2 separate regions of the Astyanax mexicanus genome follow, and region 2 is linked to region 1. The links are chromatin contacts, called in public Hi-C maps. All regions are on one chromosome and are shown on one strand. Each heading gives the region's core, a stretch centred on a gene start, on an enhancer-like site or on the middle of the called end of the contact. The rest is flanking DNA. Distances are from core to core; before and after follow the strand shown.

Region 1 (5,925 bases), core at 1,009-3,508:
AGACATAGCATATATAAAATAGAATGTATATTATGTTCTGATAAAATATTTCTTAGAACTACCCAACTGGCACACAACCAACCTTAAATGTGGTTGAAACATAATGAATCAACATAATGTCCTTAACCTTCTGCCTTTCGAATTAGCATTTTACATTTAATCACTATACAACCAAATTTGGCAACAACTGGGGGGAATGTTCCTGTTCTATGTTGTACTGTTTTAGTGGTTTTTGAGATCAGAGGTTGAATCAGATTGGTAGTGGTGGGTAACTTTATTTATAGTCAGATTTACTGCAGTGATGTAAGTTTATTGTTAACACTCTGTTAGCCATGTGATTTGTTGTTAGTTTTAGTGGTTTATTATTATGGTTTATTAATGATTGAACATATAACGATTCCCTTTTCGAAATTAACACCAAACCAAACGTTGATTCAACCATAACATCAACGTTGAAATGCCAGCTGGGGTAGCTACCCTATTACCTACCCAGCTGGCATTTCAACATTGAAAACGTTAAAACGTTGATTTTTGAAAAGTAAATCAACATTGATATGGCAACGTTGTTTCAACGTCATACGTTCAACCTTTAATAAACCATAGCTCACTGAAACGAGAAAAGCCTATGGTTAACAGATTGCAACAATAAACTTACATCACTGTAGTAAATCTGAGTAAAAAGAAAGTTACCGACCACTACAGTGAAGAATTGGTGTTAAATTAAGAAGCAGTTACTGCAAATAGAAGTAAAATCACTTTTTCATTTCTCTATTCAATCGTTTTGAGAAATTATATGGCGATTAAATGTAAAATGCTGATTCAAAAGGCAGAAGGTTGTGGACATTATGTTGATTCAACGTTAACATTTCAACCTTTGCACAACTATTTAACATTAAATGTTGATTCAACGTTGTTTCAACGTTGAAATAACAACAACAGACATTATTAATCACATTTCAAACCACATTTCAAGCTCTCTAAATATTTAGCTATATAAACGTGTAAAAGAAGTGAAAGCGAGAGAAACCCAATCTGAAAAGACAACAATAACAGCATCAAAGCAGCACCAGCACGAGCTTTGATGGGCTTCCCTTCTTCGCCTTCTCACAATAACAAGATTTCCTGCTCAGGGCGACTCGTGTTTGCGTTAATCCCGAAAAGATAGATTCCCACGATGTAGATCCGTGTGCTTATTTATACGGTCTACAGCCAATAACATACAATAGCATTTTAAAACACAGACAAATGCGCACACAAGTTAATCTAAATGCATAAAAAAACACTAATATATAAAATGTTTAACACCAACAAATTAGGCATTATAAAATAATAGTATAATTGGGAGAACAATGCAGAACAATAGCCGCTAAATGCTTTGAGAGCAGTAACGCAAGGTAACAAGACCTAGTTTACAAGACAGTAGTAGGTCAAGCAAAGCAAAAGGCGGTGAAAAACACCACCACAACCACGCACGGTAAAACAGAGGACTACAGGACTACAGCACATATTACAACCTACAAAAAGCTAACCAACGTTAAATCAGCAGCCTTGCCGTGTAACAGATAACGCAAGATAACGAGCAGATCGTTCCAATAATCAATAGCACAAGCTACCTTTTGTCCTTCCTCGACAAGAAAAGGAAAAAATAAAAAATGTAAAAAAAAATCCACTTAGAATGTAGAAGCAAAAATCCCGGAGAATTCCCAGATAGAGAGATAAATATATAAATAGTTCCAGCAGAGCGGATACTGAAAGGATTGAAAAGCAAAAGGACTTTGTATCGTCAACGTCGTCCGTCCAACTCGTTTGTCCGTCCGTCCGTTCGTTCGTTCGCCCGTTCGTCCTTAGGTCCTTACGATCAGTAGCTCACTCTCAGTTCAGAGCAAAGCAAAACAAAAGAGAAAAGAATATATAAAAAAACACATAAGCCCAGTCCCCCACGATTTTTGTTTTCTTTTTTTTTTAGGCTGGATTTTTCTCCACTTATTGCTCCTTTTTCTCTCGAAGACCCCCAAGCACAAAAGCAGCAAGAAACCTCGCCTCTCCGCCTCAAAAGTGGTCGTTTTTCTTCGTATTAATCACAATTAATACGGAAATTTTCGTCCAGCCCCCTCCCGCCGTCGCGCAAAAGTGAGAGCCGACGCTCCAAATCCGAAATGCGGTCAAAAAAATCAACACAAAGCTCAAAAAAGTATCAATCTCCCGCAACAGCGTTCGCCCAGTTCCTCCACCGCTCGTCCTATACCACACACAGACTGCCCACTGACACGAGGATACAACTGCCGCGAGAGAGCGACCCCAGACAGCCAATCAGATTCCAAGAAGGAGTTTATCTGCATCAGCCAATCACAAGACGGTGCGCCCACGTGGGGCTCGCCCTCCGATTGGCCCGCGCGCGTCTGACCTCATGCTCGCCATATTGGATCCGAACATGTTTTTTTTTTCTTGCCAGACAAACAGCTTTACATGAGCGACGATTGTTCGAAGTCTAACCACCAAAGTCTAACTAACCAAAGCTCGGGAGCGCGCGGCGTGTCTTAAGACATTAATTCGGATTGAGAAATTCACATTTTTTTGCCGGGTTAGGGGTTCAAAACGTGTTGGCCAGGTTGGTTTAATGCGATTCCCGGTGCTAATCGAGCTCTTTTTGAATGGATTAGATGGATCAGGTGAAATGGTAGTGGATTGTTCGTGGTCCACCTTAAGTGGTGTAGCAGCAGTTCAGAATTCAAACATCTGTTTCTGTGTGATTTAAGGTGGAATGATATGATACAATTAACTATAAGACCTTATAAGATATAAATAAGAATAATAAAAAAATGCTGTAATGGGACTTAAAAAAAAGTCAAATGAAATAACATTATCAGCTTCATGAGAGTTTTTAAAAGGTTCAGATTTAGTGTTCTGGGTGTGTACATACATAAGCATGTATGATACTAATAATGCAATAAAATAATAAAACAATACAAACGTGATAAAAAATGGGGTGAGGGATGTGTTTTGGCCTATACATTGCGGTAGGTAGGTCCGTTTAATAATATGATCCTTGGTTCTAATCGAGCTCTTCTAAATGGATTAGATGGATCAAGTGAATTGGATTTACTAGAGTTAGGATCTTATTATTAGATCTTATTATGCTGATTTTAGCTTCATGAGTGTTTAAAAGATTAAAAGTGAGTATGTTTTGTGTGTACATGAGGATTAATAGTCCTAAAATGATGAATGCATGGATAGATAAATAGGGGATCACAATAAAGTGTAAAACACGCAAACATTCTGCATCTTAATACGAGCTAAAAAGGTTGGGTGTTATCTAAAATATATACATCCAAGATCCAAGAAAGATGCCTGATTAACCCCAAAGGAACGGATGCATATCACACATTACAGCACTACAAAAGTAATAAAAATGGAAAACTACATAAATATAGCTTAATAGGCACAAATACAGCCAGAGGCGCATTACAGTAGCATAAAAAACAAAGTGTAATACAGATATATGTATGTATATATATATAAAACACAGAATAATAAAACAGACAAAGTGTGCAACAAATCGGTTTATTTCACACATATCAAGGTAAACAGATCCATACACTAAACAGCTCTGCGGCTGTTCGCGCCGTACAGCCTAAATGAACAGGAAAAGGGGGGGAAAAATCTGTGAAATCAACCCCCATTACTTGATTCATGCTGTCAGCTCAACGACAACCGGAGCCCAACATGATGTCTGCGCCCGAGAAAAACGACAACAGCCGACCAATCACGAGGAGCTGCTGAGCTCCGGCCCCACGTGGGGCTCGAATCCGGCGTCATTTCGCTCCAGCCAATCGCGGCGCGCCTCATTTCCATACCGGCGCCTGATTGGTCCACTAGGGCAGAGCCTGTCAGGCACGGAGCCGCGTTGTCAATCAAGCCCACGAGGGGCAGAGCGCTGACAAATGCCTGCGCCTCTCAGCCTCCTGCCCGCGAATAGTGCTTGGAATGGCTGCTTAATTAGCTTCGAATGGCTTTTCCTTCCAGCTCAAACAATCTGTCACTACCATGTGGTAAAAAGAGCCTTGCGTAAAACAAAAGAGGGAAAAGCTAGTAGGGGCTAAATATCAGTTTGATTTTTTTCTCCCTCTCTTTCTCTACGTCTGCATTTGTAATACCGCTAAACAAAGCATTTATTCCGCTCAAACATCGGCTCCTTTCAGCCAACTGTCTTTATTTGTTTTAACTTATCTGAGCAAAACGTCTCAGAAAGCCAACGCAATTTGATAGGCTTAATAATTCACGGTGCTATCTTTTTTTACTGCCTATTAAATCACATTGTTATTGCATAAAAATGGGCCAGTTTAGACCACTCATTTTTTTTATTTAATTTTTGAACGTCTGGCCTAATTTGCACAAACCTATCTTGTGGCAATCTGCAAAATATACTTAAATTATTTAGTTTTGCGCTCAAAAATTAAAAATTTCACCAATTTCCACCTAAGTACTAAATTAGGCAATTTAGACTGTTTTTTTTATTTGATACTATGTAATATCTGGCCTAGTTTATCCAAAATTAAATGTTAACCCATCTGTGATAATAAGCCCCTTGTACTGATTGATTCTTTAGTTTTCCATGCATTTTGGACTGCTGATTTTTGAATTACATATTAATGGGGACGTTCAGCCAAAAAATGAATTTACACAAACCCATCTTGTGTTAATTTGCAAAATATACCCGAATTCTTTAGTTTTGCACCCAAAAAAAATCATTTTCACTAATGTTCACCTTCGTCCATGCTTCCCCATTTTCACAGATACATTGTTTTGGACTAAAATAGACAATTGAGGATGCTAATTTTTTTTTTTATACTATATAATATCTAACCTAGTAAAAAGAGGACATTCTGCCATAAAATTAATTTACACAAACACATCTTGTATAAGGGGGAAAAATAACCCCCCCCCCCCAAAAATTGCTTGATTCTTTGGTTTTCCACACATTTTTGACTAATTTGACGAATTTTGCTCAATGTGATATCTGACGTAGTTAAAGGTGAAGTTTTGCACCTAACAATTTGCATTTTCACCAAGTTGCCCCTTTCCTCATTGTTTTTGATTTAAAGTAGTCAATCTAGGCTGCTAATTTTTGTATTTCATATGATGATTTGATTAGCAAATCACGTTTGTCTGCAATCTGAACATTTGCAATGGTCCTAGATTGGATTTGTATCTGATTTGTGGGCATGCAACACAAATATGAACAGTCAGATCAGATTTCATGCATCTTTGGTTATGTTACTTGAAGTGTTATCTCATGGGAAACACCCACCACTGTATAAGTTGTGAGGTGTTATCTTGTGAATGAGGTTGAAAAAACACTGGCCAGAGGGAGACCTAATAGTGGGTGCTAGACAGATGAGACAATCCATTTCCGAAGTTGTTTGAGTATTTAACGTTTTTTGATTCCTCCACAGTGTCACCTGTGAAGCAGGAATACATTATATAAGTTATTTTCTTTCTACCCACAGTGGAGAGCGAGAAAATGTTTAGGTGGAAAATGATTGGGACTGGTGGCATCTGGCTGAAATTGTCTGTCTTGAGAACTAGAGGTGTGTTATATCATATCGTACGCAATAATATCGCCAACATTTTTAAATATCAAGAACGATATTATACCCTGAAATATGGTACCATATCACCCACCCCTAATTATCACATCAGGGTACTACTTTTTTTACTGTTTTTAGCAAAAGAAAAATTCACACTGTTCTCATTTCCCATTATATATATATACTAGAGGCAGATTATATCTGTCCAGTATCATTTATTGTACTTTAATCCTGGATATATGGAGATATTTGGAGTGCAATATTAGTATCATGACATTCTGGATCATTGACTTCTGTTACAAATCTGATAAAAAAAAGGTCTCCATATCATATGAAA
Region 2 (5,795 bases), core at 3,062-5,561, 180 kb before region 1:
CGCTGGAGCGCCGCGGGCTGGCTGGCTGCGCCGGCAGGCTGTAGCAGCCCAAGGCCCGAAGTCATCTCTCCCAGGAACCATTAACAAGAGGAGGCTGTGTGTGCTGGCTTTAGCTTCACACCCATAACTGAGCTTTACCAATAAGCATTTCTGGCAAGCTGGTGGGATGATCTGTATGAGTCACATGCACACACACTCATATAACACACACACACTGCCACAGCAGGTGATGGGGAAGGGATCAGTGTTGGCTTAGGGCTCTACAGCACCAAGGGTAGGCTAAGTTCAGACACTTTAAATAATTAAAATGCTGATGGGTTCAGAACATTAAAACCGACTATGTGCAAAGGCTTGAGAGGGTTCTAATCATTTAGGCCATAAGATGCAACAAGCAAATAAACAGAGCAATGCAGCCTATAAACGTATTTATAACAATTCAATATGATGCTCTATTTGTCAGGATATGCAATAAAATTACTGATAAAGAAGTTAGAGGCTACTAGCATTTTATAGTTATATGTGGTCAATAAAAGTATTTAATGCACACTTACTGTGCATACAGCAGGATTAGCCAGCAGACTTCATCTGACAGAGGGATCTGTACCTACTCTCCAAGACAAGTCAGCAGGTGAGGTAGATGCAAGAACTTTAAAATAATGAGATTTAATTTGTTTCTATCGCAGTTAAGCATGAACTAGCTTGCTTGTGTGTTTATTTGGTTTGAGCAAGACACCAATTGTGCTCTCTCGGGGCTCCGGCAGCTAATGGCAAATTGGACATGAACAGGATTCGAACCAGCAATCTCCTGATTGTAGTGCTAGCGCTTTAGACCACTGGACCATTTGGCACCCCTAATATGCTATTGCTGCTGGAAATGCATCTTTATCTGTAACTTTTAGAGTAATGTTTCAGACATATAGTACCTGTCAAAAGTGGGGACACCATCTCATTCAGTGTTTTTATTTATTTATTTTTAAATTAAATTCATTTATTTTATATTTTGTAGAATAATATTAAAGACATTAAAACAATTAAGGGACACATATAAAATTATGTAACAAAAAAAAGTGTTTATCCTCCACCTGACCAATCCCCTGATCTAAACCTGATGAACTGAGATGGTGATTTGAGGTGATTTAATTGGGATGTGCGGGAGCTTCACAGCGTGAAGGAAAAGCAGCAATTACTGTTCAGCACCTCCAGGAACTCCTTCCTTTCAAGACGCTGAGAAAACTATTCCAGGTGACTCTCCTTCATGAAGAGACTGAGATTAAAATTAAAACCAAGAGTGTGCAGATCTGTCCTCAAAGATACAGGGGTTGGACAATGAACCTGAAACACCTGTCATTTTAGTGTGGGAGGTTTCATGGCTAAATTGGAGCAGCCTGGTGGCCAATCTTCATTAATTGCACATTGCACATTGCACATTGCACCAGTAAGAGCACATTTCTGCTCTAAATATTGCAATGCAAACAACATTATGGGCGACATACCAGAGTTCAAAAGAGGACAAATTGTTGGTGCACGTCTTGCTGGAGCATCTGTGACCAAGACAGCAAGTCTTTGTGATGCATCAAGAGCCACGGTATCCAGGGTAATGTCAGCATACCACCAAGAAGGACCGACCACATCCAACAGGATTAACTGTGGACGCTGTAAGAGAATGCTGTCTGAAAGGGATGTTCGGGTGCTAACCCGGATTGTATTCAAAAAACATAAAACCACCTCAACTCTCCTGTTTCCACCAGAACTGTCCGTCAGGACAATAAATGATTGTGGTCTAAATCCAGGTGTTTCAGTTTCATTGTCCAAACCCTGTAAATGTGCTACTTATTTAGAAGAATCTAAAGTATAATTCTATCATAATCTGGTTTGTTTAACACTTTTTGTTTATAGAATAATTGAGCACGTGTTCCTGTAGAGCTTTAATATTCTATATTCTTCAATATTAAATTTACACTGTAAAAGATCATAAAAAGGGAGAAAACACTGAATAAGAAGAGGTATGTCCAGGTGTTCATTATTTTGCCAATTTGCTATACAAAATCACACACTAGGATGTGATTGTGTGTGTGTGTGTGTGTGTGTGTGTGAGCATGGTGTTTCCATATGTGTCCTCAGCAGTGCAGTACATAAGCAGGGGTGCACTCCAGCAGTGCGTATATTCCCTCCCTCGCAGCTTAGCGGGATAATTAAGATCTCTGTGGAAGTGACAGCACGAATACGAGACACCCCTTCTTCCCTCCCCCCTCCCTCTCTTCCCATCCCTCTCTCTCTTTCCTCCTCTCTTTCACCACTCCCCCACTCCCCTAGCTCAGCTGCTTCCTGTCTTCCTCGCTGTCAGACAGTGTGTGTGTGTGTGTGTCAGGGTGGAGGAGAGCAATGGCTGACAGAAGTATTTATAGCTCACAGACGCACTAAAGTGATAGATGTCACCTTCCTGCTGTAGCCCAGGGGGCACTGCAGCAAGCCGGGTGCACAATAACAAGCTGCTGAGCGAGCGAGAGTGTGTGTGTGTGTGTGTGTGTGTGTGTGTGTGAGAGAGAGAGAGAGAGAGAGAGAGAGAGAAGAGAGAAAGAGAAATAGGCCCTTAGTCCCTCCTGCCTGTCTAAGGCACTGCTCACTAATTACAACAAAACCGCAACTTCCAGTGTATTGCTGTTCCCAGCAGCATGTGTGTGTGTGCCGAATGTGTGTGTGTGTGTGTGTGTGTGTGTGTGGTTTTATTAGAGTGTTAAAGTAAGTTTGGTTGTATGTACTGTATATACAGCCATCAAACTAAGCTGAACTGCTTGAATTTTTGCACCAGGAGTAAAGGCATAAAGTTATCCAAAAGCAGTGTGTAAGACTGGTGGAGGAGAACATGTATATAAAATTTTATGAATATGAACTTGTTTTCTTTGCATTATTCAAGGTCTGAAAGCTCTACATCTTTTTTTTTTTATTTCAGCCATTTCTCATTTTCTGCAAATAAATCTTTATGGACTTTAAACCATGCATCTAAGGCTGTCACGATATACCATTGATATAATGACAATATAACAGCAATGTATCTGCATTTTAAACAAGTAATTGATCTATTACTTAATTATTTAGAATATTCAGACATTTAAATTGGAATATTATTTTTTTTAATAACATGAATTAAAAAAATCATCAATTTTAAAAGATACGTTACGCAATCAGTAATATAAGACCTCAATAAATATAGTTTAAGACCCAAAACTGTAGTTTTTAGTTCTTTCCTTGGTAATTTTAACTAACTTGCAGCTAGTTGCCGTTACTATCTTATCTAGCTCGGCGCTAATGTTAGCTAGCTTTCTGTTATACTTAGTTCTCTCCCTGGTAACGTTAACTAACTTGCCGCTAACGTTAGTATGTTAACTAGCTCGCTGCTAATGTTAGCTAGCTTTCTGTTAAACTTAACTAACTTGCCGCTAACGTTAGTATCTTAGCTAGCTTGCTGCTAATGTTAGCTAGCTTTCTGTTAAACTTAGTTATCTCCCTGGTAACGTTAACTAGCTAGCCGCTAATGTTAGCTAGCCCTCTGCTGACCTTAGTTCTCTCCTGGATTAGATGTTTACAGGGTGTCACTGTGCCTTCCGGTCGCATCAACCGCTGAAAATGTAGTACCTACAGCAAAATTACAGTAAATTTAAAACAGTTTAAGACCTTAATCATGCAGATTTTATTTGAAGACGTTTTAAGGCTTTTTAAGGACCCGCGGGAACCCTGAGGTCATTTTTTTACTTGCTGTACAATATAAAATATAAAAAACATATTCTGATTACTAAATAATTTTATTCGGATTACTTAGTGTTAATCTGTGTGTATATATATATATATTTATATGTGTGTTTGTTTGTTGGTTTATGTGCCTTATGAGGACCTTTCACGTGATTGCGTACTGCGCTAGTGGGACATTTATTTCTATGGGGTCTGAATCCTGAGTGGCCTTCTGCAATTTTGCAATGGGATGCATTATTCCATCAGCACAGTGTGTGTGTGTGTGTGTGTGTGTGTGGTCTCACAGGGCCGTCTTATAATTCTGTCCCTGTGCAATATGACAGGATACATTATGCAGTAAACACATTAGTGTGTGTGTGTGTGTGTGTGTGTGTGTCTCATATGACTGATTGAAGCTGCAGTGCTGCTCTATGTGGGGTGATGAAGCTGCTGAAATAAAAGTCTGTCAGAATGAATGTGTTGACATTGCTTTAATTCAGGCTGACACTTGACCCCGGTCCCCACAGCCCCCCTCGCCTCCCCGCCGGGCCCCGCCCGCTCTGGCCCGACCCAGCCGGGGGGATTGGGTGTCAGGTCTGATAAGTGATCTCAAAATACACCACAGCTAGATGGCAGCGGCGGCGGTGGGGAGGGCAGTGGGGCTTAAGTCCCAAACACTTTTAAACGTGTCAAAATCACAGCCCGACATTCTTACACTTCCAAAAGCTCCGTCTCCTTTACTCGCCAGACCCAGACGCTCAGGAGATGCTCTGTTTAAGTACAGCTCTGTAAGCACAGCCCCTGTTTAATGACCCGACTGAGCCATTAGCCTCACTAAACACCCGCCTGCTACCCGCTGGCATAAAAATAGCTCTTTATTTTCACACGCGTGTGAGGTGGAGATGTGTAGATTATCAGATGCTAAACCTGTCCAGTGTGCATCATTAGAAGATTCCTAATGCGAGTGCATGCTGTTTCTCTATTACTTTATACGTACAGTTCCAGTCAAAAGTATTTTTACGATAAAAATACTTCATGTTAAAGTCTTTGCATAACAGAGCTGATATAAAAGTATATGATTTGGTAATAACTATGTAATGATCATAACCAACAGAATTGTCAGACAAGCAGTTCTTGCAGGATCCATATATACTATATAATATTTTCTCTATTACTTTATACGTATAGTTCCAGTCAAAAGTTTGGACACACGTTTTTCAATCTCATTCAATGTGTTTGCTTTCTTTTAATTTTTAGGTTAAAAATACTTCATGTCAAAGTCTTTGCATAACAGAGATGATATAAAAGTATATGATTTTGTAATAACTATGTAATGATCATAACCAAGTAGTTCTTACAGTATCCGTAAACATTATATTATATTATATTACTGATGTCTTTTATATTTTTTTACTTTTTGACAAAATGTACATTTTACAGTTGTTCTTTACATTGTATTGAGAAACCATTATGAAAGAACAAATAGAATTGCTTCAAAATGAATTGGAATAAAGTATTTCCTCACTGTCCAATGAAAAACAAAAATTGGAATTTTTGTTATTTTTTTATTTTTACTAGATAATTTGAATGCACAAACCTTACAAGTCCCTTATACTGTTACAAAATTGTCTAATTAATGGAACAACAGAAATTCTTAAAAAAAGACCTGAAATAAACTCTTTTTAAATTGACTTCTATTTAAAGTTTAAAAAGTTTTATCCCTCTCCTGAAAATTTGATGTTTTGAAGATTTTTTTTCATTGAACAGCAACAATTTACACAAAAGGTAATGATTCACTAAAAGGAAAATCTGAAAAGTTGTGTCTGGATCCTAAACCAAAGAAAATAAAAAAAAGCAATGGCTTATAAACCTCTTTACATTTTAATCATGAATTTACTTCAGCAATGCTAATATATAATAAAAAGAGTTTACAGTAGCTTTGCAGTGCCACACATGTCACATGTAAGGAAAATTTACGTAGAAAAGTGCAGCCAGTTTATTGGATATTAAACCGATGATAGCTAAGGCTACTTTAGCTAAGCTAACGTTACTTTCTTAGTCCTGTAACT

Evidence for each region. Hi-C and Micro-C count contacts between places; a contact is called where the count stands out from the background.
Region 2: a Hi-C map of muscle shows a contact between it and region 1, with 6 times the contacts expected there. The contact joins the enhancer-like site here to the promoter of tle3b in region 1. A contact is called at or near these places in 2 of 3 Hi-C or Micro-C datasets (both in muscle).

Annotation. Positions count from the first base shown.
Region 1 is chr23:5,739,432-5,745,356 of AstMex3_surface, reverse strand. It overlaps tle3b (TLE family member 3, transcriptional corepressor b), which reads right to left and starts at 2,258. Exons shown (of 21, transcript XM_049470967.1): 1 at 1,614-2,258.
Region 2 is chr23:5,922,952-5,928,746 of AstMex3_surface, reverse strand. No RefSeq gene overlaps it. Among protein-coding and RNA genes, the nearest start is that of paqr5b, 130 kb to the left of the region's middle. Within about 2 kb of position 4,311, the one cell type or tissue checked has an H3K27ac peak away from gene starts, as active enhancers do.